Linked DNA regions of Mus musculus: region 1 is linked to region 2. The links are chromatin contacts, called in public HiChIP or PLAC-seq maps. All regions are on one chromosome and are shown on one strand. Each heading gives the region's core, a stretch centred on a gene start, on an enhancer-like site or on the middle of the called end of the contact. The rest is flanking DNA. Distances are from core to core; before and after follow the strand shown. Region 1 overlaps Col8a1 (collagen, type VIII, alpha 1). Region 2 holds the start of Col8a1 (collagen, type VIII, alpha 1).

Region 1 (3,959 bases), core at 222-2,721, 120 kb after region 2:
CATCAAGTGTGTTGCTGGAAAGGCAAAAGCCAAGCATCTAAGTCTATTCCTAAAGACAGTACCACATGTTTAAGGTTCGATAATGGAATCCGTTCACCTCAAAAGGCAGAATTACATCCGAATGAAGTGCCTAGCTAGCTACTATGTCAGTAGGTATTACCGCATTTCTGGTATGAATTAACACTTTCAGATCACTGGTGAATACCTTAAAGGTATCGAATACTAAAATCAGAAGGGATGTAAAAAACTAAGACCTACTGGTAACAGAGGAAGAGCTGAATGGGACTTGTTTAACTATTCATATCTGGAAAAAAAATAAAGACAAACAACCAGTCTTGGTGGGGGGCTGGGGGACCAAGAGTGTGTCTAGTATGTTACATTTATGTTTTAAAGAAGTTTGTCTTGCGCTATATGTTTGTAAACTGTTTCTGGGCAGAAAAACAAAAACAAACAAAAAAACATGATGAAGCAATGAGCAAAGTTGCTGCTTCAAAAATAAGGGATTTTAAAGAACAGGAGTTGATGAGGAAACATGTTTTTTTTTCCTCTGTCTTTTGCTACTCCTTAAAGGTGCACACATGTATCATTTCCAGTACAACCGTGTAGCTCCCTGAGACCCGAACTCACTGACCACGCTATATTCAACCTTGCATTCTCGGGTGGGCCTAGCATGACTTCTGATAGGGATTTAATAAAGAAAGGCCAGTTGAACTTTTACCATAGATGTTCATGTACACCAGAAATAAGTTAATATTCATAAAAATAAATCAGTATTCATTTTCTGGCTCTTTCCCAATGGTTTCTAGTAAGCACTTAATCATTTAGAGGGACAGAAACGAGCAACGTTCTGACTGCTCCCTCTTACCAACACATTTATTATTCGTTTGCTTAAAATAAACAGCTCTTCCTTGTAACCATGATGATTGCATCACAGAGAATGCTTTATAAATCATTTTCATGACTAATGTTACGTCACTAATTCCCTAAAGGAAAAAAACCATTCATTTGTATATTTGGAAAAACGGGAAAGCAATGAATTTTCTGGTAAGGATTCACTTTAATTTTTTTTCCTTTTTCTATTTAATTAACCAATCCTTTTGTATTCTGTTCAGACTTTTGGAGTTACCCTTCAATAGGATGTCACAAATTCAACACAGATTTTCTAAAAAAAAAAAAAAAAAAAAATCAGGATGCTATGATCCACAATTAAGTTAGGCAGGATTATAAAGAAAAGCTCTCCTGGGGAGGGAACTTAAATGCTTGTACACACGTCTTTTTGAGGCATTCCAGGAAATAGTTGCATTAAAGATTGTGAGGCTCTTGCTACGTCTCATTCTCCAGCATTGTGACACTCTCTAATTTTTAATGAGTCCTTTAATAAGGTGTGAGTTTACAGCAGCTACTCAGAAGTAGTTCGAGTTCAACCGGTGGACGGTGGAGGCGGGGAGCACCAGACTTCCAAGTGTGTCATGCCTGCCCTCTGGTGTCCATTTTCCCACATTGCATTTTTCTGAACTGGTCTCCAGCCTAGAGTATTACCAAGCAGAGGTCTCCTCAGGCTGATTTTTATAAACAGATAAAACCCATTTATATTTATTCAGTTAACTGTTGACTTGCAAAGAGAACCATTAAATAGCTTAGAAACAGATTGTTCTTGTGACTAGTCAGAAGAACTATACAGTCATCTCCCTGTATCTTATTTATGCAATTAATTTACTTTGTAAACTCCCTTCGCTTCATAAAACTGCAAAGATAAACTTTAATGGACTCTCAGTGCAGTTAGCCAAATTCTGAACCAGTTACTTCATAGTATTCTAATAGTAGGAAAAAGTGCACAATTATGATAGTAGTTTTTACTATGACTTTCTGGCATTATCAAATGAAATGCTCTTTGTAGTTTTTGGTATTGCTGTTACACTTATTGTACATTCATATTTATATGTATTTATGACAAATGTAAGCATCCAGAAAAGCATTTAGTAGGTGGGCAATCTCATCTCCTGTCATAACCTATACATTTTAACTGTTTCCATTTTAAAGTGCTACCCAGTTGGAAGACTGCCCCCATTGAACAATGAGTTAAAGAAATAAAACTCAAATTCTCTCTTCCAAATTTTGACGTAGCTCCTACATGATCAACCAGGGCTTTACAGTCCTCAATGCATAGCTTTTATAAAATGGCCCCAGGGTCCTGGTCCATTTCCAGGCAATATATCAGCATTCCAGCCAGCAAGGATGCAGAAAGGAAAAAGCTTGCTCACTGCCTCCAGGGGACCTTACAGGAAGGAGCATCTAGTACAATGATATTCAGTTGACAAAACTCGTTCATATCACCACACCTACCTGAGTGTCTTCATTGTTTTATCCCAAGCTACAAATCAGGTTTTCTGACATTATGGGAAATTTGAAGAATTGGTATTTGGAGAAACTATCAATCTCTAGATTATATTCCAATAATTAATAATTGCTTTCATTTGACAGATTCCACTCTTCTGGCATTTGTTATAATTCTTTTTTTTTTGTCTTTTATGTATTCATTTATTTATTTTACACTCTGGATTTTATTTCCCCTCCCAGTCCACCCTCCGACTGTCCCACATCCCATACCTCCTTCCTACTCACCCCCGTGTCTCCACATGGATGTCCCCACCCCCACCCCCACCCCACCTGACCTCTAAACTCCCTGGGGCCTCCAGTCTCTTGAGGGTTAGGTGCATCAACTCTGATTGAACATAGACCTGGCAGTCCTCTACTATATGTGTGTTGGGGGCCTCATATCAGCTGGTGTATGCTGTCTGTTTGGTGGTCCAGTGTTTGAGAGATCTCCAGGGTACAGATTAATTGAGACTGCTGGTCCTCCTACAAGGTGGTCCTCCTCCTCAGCTTCTTCCAGCCTTTCCCTAATTCAACAACAGGGGTCAGCTGCTTCTGTCCATTGTGTGCAAATCTGACTCTTTCAGCTGCTTGTGGGGTCGTCCAGAGTGCAGTCATGATAGGTCCCTTTTTGTGAGTGCTCCATAACCTCAGTAACAGTGTCAGGCAGGTAGCATCTTCACTTTAAGGTCTTTTCTCTTGTGACTTTCTGACAGTGGAGACTGTGGGTTTCTCCACGTCCCCTAACTCTTCTGTCTCTAAACAGAGAGCGGCCCCTTGGCCTGGAGGTGCTCACTGTGTTGGTGTGTTCCTTCTCCACAGGTGATGGCTGTGCCACCCAGGCCTCTACAGCTGCTGGGAATACTGTTCATCATTTCCCTGAACTCTGTCAGACTCATTCAGGCCGGTGCCTACTATGGAATCAAGCCTCTGCCACCTCAAATCCCTCCTCAGATACCACCACAAATTCCACAGTACCAGCCCTTGGGCCAGCAAGTCCCTCACATGCCTTTGGGCAAAGATGGCCTTTCCATGGGCAAGGAGATGCCTCACATGCAGTATGGCAAAGAGTACCCACACCTACCCCAATATATGAAGGAAATCCCACCTGTGCCAAGAATGGGCAAGGAAGTGGTGCCCAAAAAAGGCAAAGGTAACATCATATTGAACAGTTTCAAAATAGCTGCTCTCCAGACTTCTAAACTGTAGAAGTTGAGGAGAAAACTATGTAGACACTTTTTTTTTCTTTTTTCTTTTAAAAAATTGTTATTGCTGTGAATCAAATGCCATTTTTTTTTCAAGGTTCAAACTTAAAGATACGAGGAAAAGACTTTCAGGCCAGGTTATCCAATTTCAAGTGTTCAGCCCTGAAATTAATACATGCAAGCAACAGTAAATTGACTCAACAGGTTTTACTTATAGGTTTATATAATTTATATAATTAAAGAGAAAAAGAAGCCTTGCATTTGTGAGAAGTCAGATGCACATGGAAAGAACTGGAGGGAGGAAAGAAAAAGGAAGTCGTGATGTAATTATATTTTAATCTAAAAAATAAAAATTAATACAGGGTTTGATCCTCAGCATCA
Region 2 (4,318 bases), core at 1,320-3,819:
TGAGACGCATTAAAGGATTATTTTCCATAATCCTATGGGAATAATTGCTAATACATTTTTTAATCACCCAGACCCTCCTTCTAGCCCCTCTTTTGTTTGCTCAGAATACATTTCCTTACTAAATTAAAGACTCGTAAGAAGTAACACTATGCCTATAAAATCATATTTGGTTTCATGGTTCAGCCCCAAGACAAATAATGTAGTCTTAATTTTCAGTTCTGGTAACGAAGGTTATTATTCATGTTGTAGACTTCACTTAATGGATCTGGACACATCCCTAAAAGATATACTATTTAGGAAGGAAAACTGAATCAGAAAAGAAAAAGAGAGGCAACAACTAACTAGTAAATGAACAAAAGCGTTCACATGAAAGTTTTAGCCTTCTTCATTCTCCATTCATCCATTAATTGAACAACTGCTGCTCGTCATCCATATGTTCACACTCATCAGAACAATTTATTCCATTGGGCCAGGTGACATTTACTGAGCATTTATATTTTCCTGGCTAGTAAACCAATAGGTATGGCTTGTTAGAGCCAGTGACTTTCCTGAATAAAGCTGATTAGGAGGTCCAGGGAAACACACACACACACACACACACACACACACACACACTTATATATATGCATTAGATAGATGATAGATAGATATAGATAGATAGATAGATAGATAGATAGATAGATAGATAGATAGATAGATAGATGATAGAAGGTAGATAGATATAGATATATACCCACACACATATATATGTATATACACGCACACACATATGATGTCAAATTTGTATCTTGATGAAAATTAAAATGTTTCCATTTTGTCTAATGACTCTTCACCATCCTCCCTCTCTGAATCGCATCGGTTTTTGCATGTTGACTTCCAAGCCTATCCATTCGAGCTAAGCTTGGAATTCTTACAAAGGAACCATCAGTTGAGGCTCTGGGCTCTCCAGGCAGACAGATGGGAGTGAGTCTGTAAAAAACTAAGTCCAGTGTAAACTTAGCACATGTGGTGGCAGGTATTATTATTATCCCAGTGGCACGCACTACTATTTTCTTAATAGATTCTTTGAAAATTCTTTTTTATACTGTGGACCTTTACTAGGCCAGTGGCTCTTTCTTAGTGGAGAGGTTTTTTGCCCTTCAGTATCCTATGGCTAAGTCCAAGGCCATTTTTTTTCCACACCTAGCAGAAGGAGACTGCTGGGCTAGTGGTCCTCTGGCATCCTGTGGAGGAGAGGCTGAGGGATACTACTGAACAGTTTTCAAGCCCCTGCGCGGGTCCTCAGAACAATGCACACTCTCCAGGCACACTAAGGAGTGCAGGAGTTTTTAAACTGCCTAGCTTAGCCTGTTGCCAGCTTGAGCTAGCTAGAAAACAAGACAGAAAACAGCACAGCATGGCTTAAGATCGTGTGTGTGTGTGTGTGTGTGTGTGTGTGTGTGTGTGTGTGTGTGTGTACTCGGTGAGCAAGGTCATTCCCTCTTCTCCAAGGCATCTATCCGACTCCCATTTCCCATCTCTGAGTCTCAAGTCCTCCTTTCAAATGCTTTGATTTCTTTGGTGGCAAAACTGTAGCTTGGGCTGGGAAGTGAGTCACCGCTCAGCAGCGAAAGGACCTTATTTTTCTTTCTCTGAATACATTTTTTAATAACTTCAGCATGACCCTTCGCACTTGTTGGTTAAATCCTCTCTATGCCTACGACAAGTGGAGAGAGCTATGACACCGAACATTTTTCAGTTGCTAGCTAGGAGAGATTTTTTTTTTAATACCGAAAATAACCAGAGGACAGCGAGCCCTAGCATCCTGTGTTACATAAGCAGATGTTGATGCTGAAGGGACGAGCTGGTGCGGAGCTGTCTCCGCAGATGGACCTCACAGCTGCTCCAGCCTCTGGAGCTGCCTGGATGTTGCACGCTTAGAACTGTCTGTGGAAGGAGGCTGGCAGGAGTGAGGTGGGGTGGGCCAGGCTGCAGCAGTCAGCTCCCAGAGGCAGGGCGCCTGGGGCTCCCTGGGACGATCCCCTCCCACCACTGTCTGGGCTCACCGGGCTTGTCCTCCACCCTTTTCCAGAAGCCCATCTTCCTCGCCTCTACCTCGCTTCCAAACCCGTCAGTTCTCTTGGGCGGTTACTTGGCTTTTCGATCACAGAGAAAACACCTTTGTTATTGACAGTCGCCCAGGTTCCTCTCGCTGCCAAAAATGTCACACAAAACCGAAAAATAATCCAGTACCCATTTCATCTTCCAGAATCAAATCCCTATCTCTCTCTCTTCCCCTACCTTTACTTTAGCTTCCCGTCCCCAAGCCCCATTCATTTCTTCCCCAACCTTTCCCTTCTGTGGTCTCTGCCTTTCTCTACTCTCCCTCATTCGTCTCCACTCCTGTCTATTTACTCCGCCGCCCTCCAAAGTCCCTGGCTCTCCCCACTCCTAAAAACTCGGGCTCTACCCTTTCTGCCCCTCCCCAGACAAGTGTCCAGCTCCACGGGGGCAGCCCGCCCGCCGCCCCCGCTCAATCCCTGCCCACCTACTGTGAGGAACAGCTCCGCCCACCTGTCCATAAAAGCCAAGTGCAAGTTACCCGCAGAGCACAGAGGATCAGAGCCCTTCCACGGTCCTCTCCGTGGGAGCCCGAGTCCCTGTCTCCCAGATCTGACGTGCTCAAGGTAAGATAACCCTTGTCAGGGCTGCTGACTTGCAGGGGGTTGCTGCCTGGAGTGAGTCCCTGCTGGTCAACGCCTTTTACTTAGAGTTGATTCATAAGGATGCTGTAATGAACAGTGAGCTTCTTAACTAGCAACTGGTTTGAAAACAAACTTCTGTTTGAACAGTAAAATAAAAATTCCTTTTTGGCAGAAACAACAGCATTTCTATTACAAAAATCTTTTCTCTTTTTAAGTCACACTGCCCCCCCTCCCCGCGTGCCCCGTCTGTCTGACTGCTTCTGAGGTTAAATGTATCTGTTTGCGGTATTATGCTTGTGTTTTTAATTGTAAATAGTTCACATATCAGTAAGGGCAGGGGAATCTGTCCCATTGTCAAAAAAAAATGCACTTTAAAGGAGCACAATTACTTCTCTAAAAATAGCACAGTCAAAAGGTCGGCTGCTGATTTTGTGATGTTTTCCAAACCCCCAAGACAACTTCTGTGAGTCCTTTAAGAAGTATCTTTCCAGGTTTAACTGCTCGGAAAAAATGATGTGAACGAGTGCCCTTTGCCCGGGGACAGTAATCAGGTGACTGGAAGATAGGAAAGTACAAATCCCAGTTTACAAGCTGGGGCAGGATGAGCCACTGCTGGGCTACCTTTCCAGTACAGCCTAAAAGGAGTCTTGTGTGGAGACTGAGAGTGTATGAGAACTCTGTGATGCCTATACACACCTCAAACACGAAGTGTTTCAATATGTTTCTCAGAAAGCACGCCGGTCAGATTGCACAATTCTTCTGTGTACAACTGACTGATGTATAGCGAGATCAGCCAGAAAGACTTCAGATGGAAGGTTTTCATCCTCACCGTCCCCTCTGCCCTCCTCAAGCGAGTGCCTGGTTATTGACTGACTCCCCCAGAGCTCTGCAGTGGGGAAGAGACCTTGGATGTGTGTAGGGGTGGTTTGGGGAAGTGGTTGTGGTAGGTGGGTTGGGGGTTGATCTGTTCTTCTTCTCCAGAGTGCTGTGCACCTGTGTGAGGAGAAGCAAACCTGACAGCTACTTTGGAAAAATAAATAAAAATCAGACTCTTGTGCCATCAAGTTTGCTACCATATTCTGTGGGTTTTGTGGGATGAAAGGCTCTCATGTGGGAGAAAAGCCCTCTTCAAATGTTCCATCTGGGCAACTGCAGAAGCTGCTCTTGGAGGAGACAAGCCCAGGCTGCCAGTCAAGAAACCAAAGCAGCGCTTTAGTCCTTAAGGTTCTTAAGGGGAGAGAGCCATTCACATCTTCATGCCTGTTGGTTGTGTGCTGTTTCAAATGGGAAATTTCACTGTAGGTCTAAAACTGAAATAAATCACACACTTAGACAAGTGGCTTGGGCTTTTCCAAATTCTCTTTATCTTTTATATATCAAAAGAAATGTAAAAATATTAAACACTGTTTAGCATGAAAGGGCTAGCATAAAATTATTCAAGTTACTTATGAACCATTTCCCCCACGTTGCAGTTTTTCCCCCCAGTGGAAAAATACTGCAGAGAATGTGGTTTCCTTTCAGAAAATGATATAAAATTACTATTGGCCAATATAATATGTGACCTGTGCATCTTCAAATCCCCTTATCTCCATCCACAGTGCAGTCTGCTGGCTCTCTAGCTAACAAGAGTAATG

The links. HiChIP or PLAC-seq counts read pairs in DNA pulled down with a chosen protein or histone mark.
Region 1: a contact with region 2 is called in an H3K27ac HiChIP or PLAC-seq map of cardiomyocytes, with 20 times the contacts expected there. The contact joins the enhancer-like site here to the promoter of Col8a1 in region 2. A contact is called at or near these places in 9 of 39 promoter capture datasets (the 3T3-L1 cell line, 3T3-L1-derived adipocytes, HPC-7-derived erythroid cells and 5 more), 15 of 484 Hi-C or Micro-C datasets (the 3T3-L1 cell line, the C2C12 cell line, the HL-1 cell line and 8 more), 7 of 115 datasets of contacts at active chromatin or transcription factors (the NIH/3T3 cell line, cardiomyocytes, a colorectal cancer cell line and 4 more) and 1 of 9 other capture datasets (embryonic stem cells).

The regions. Positions count from the first base shown.
Region 1 is chr16:57,631,878-57,635,836 of GRCm38.p6, reverse strand. Col8a1 (collagen, type VIII, alpha 1) reads left to right here. Exons shown (of 4, transcript NM_007739.2): 3 at 3,196-3,526. The coding sequence starts at 3,199. Among named protein-coding and RNA genes, the nearest start is that of Gm51269, 23 kb to the right of the region's middle. Within about 2 kb of position 1,471, at least 6 of the 459 cell types and tissues checked have an H3K27ac peak or open chromatin away from gene starts, as enhancers often do.
Region 2 is chr16:57,752,988-57,757,305 of GRCm38.p6, reverse strand. Col8a1 (collagen, type VIII, alpha 1) reads left to right here and starts at 2,569. Exons shown (of 4, transcript NM_007739.2): 1 at 2,569-2,666.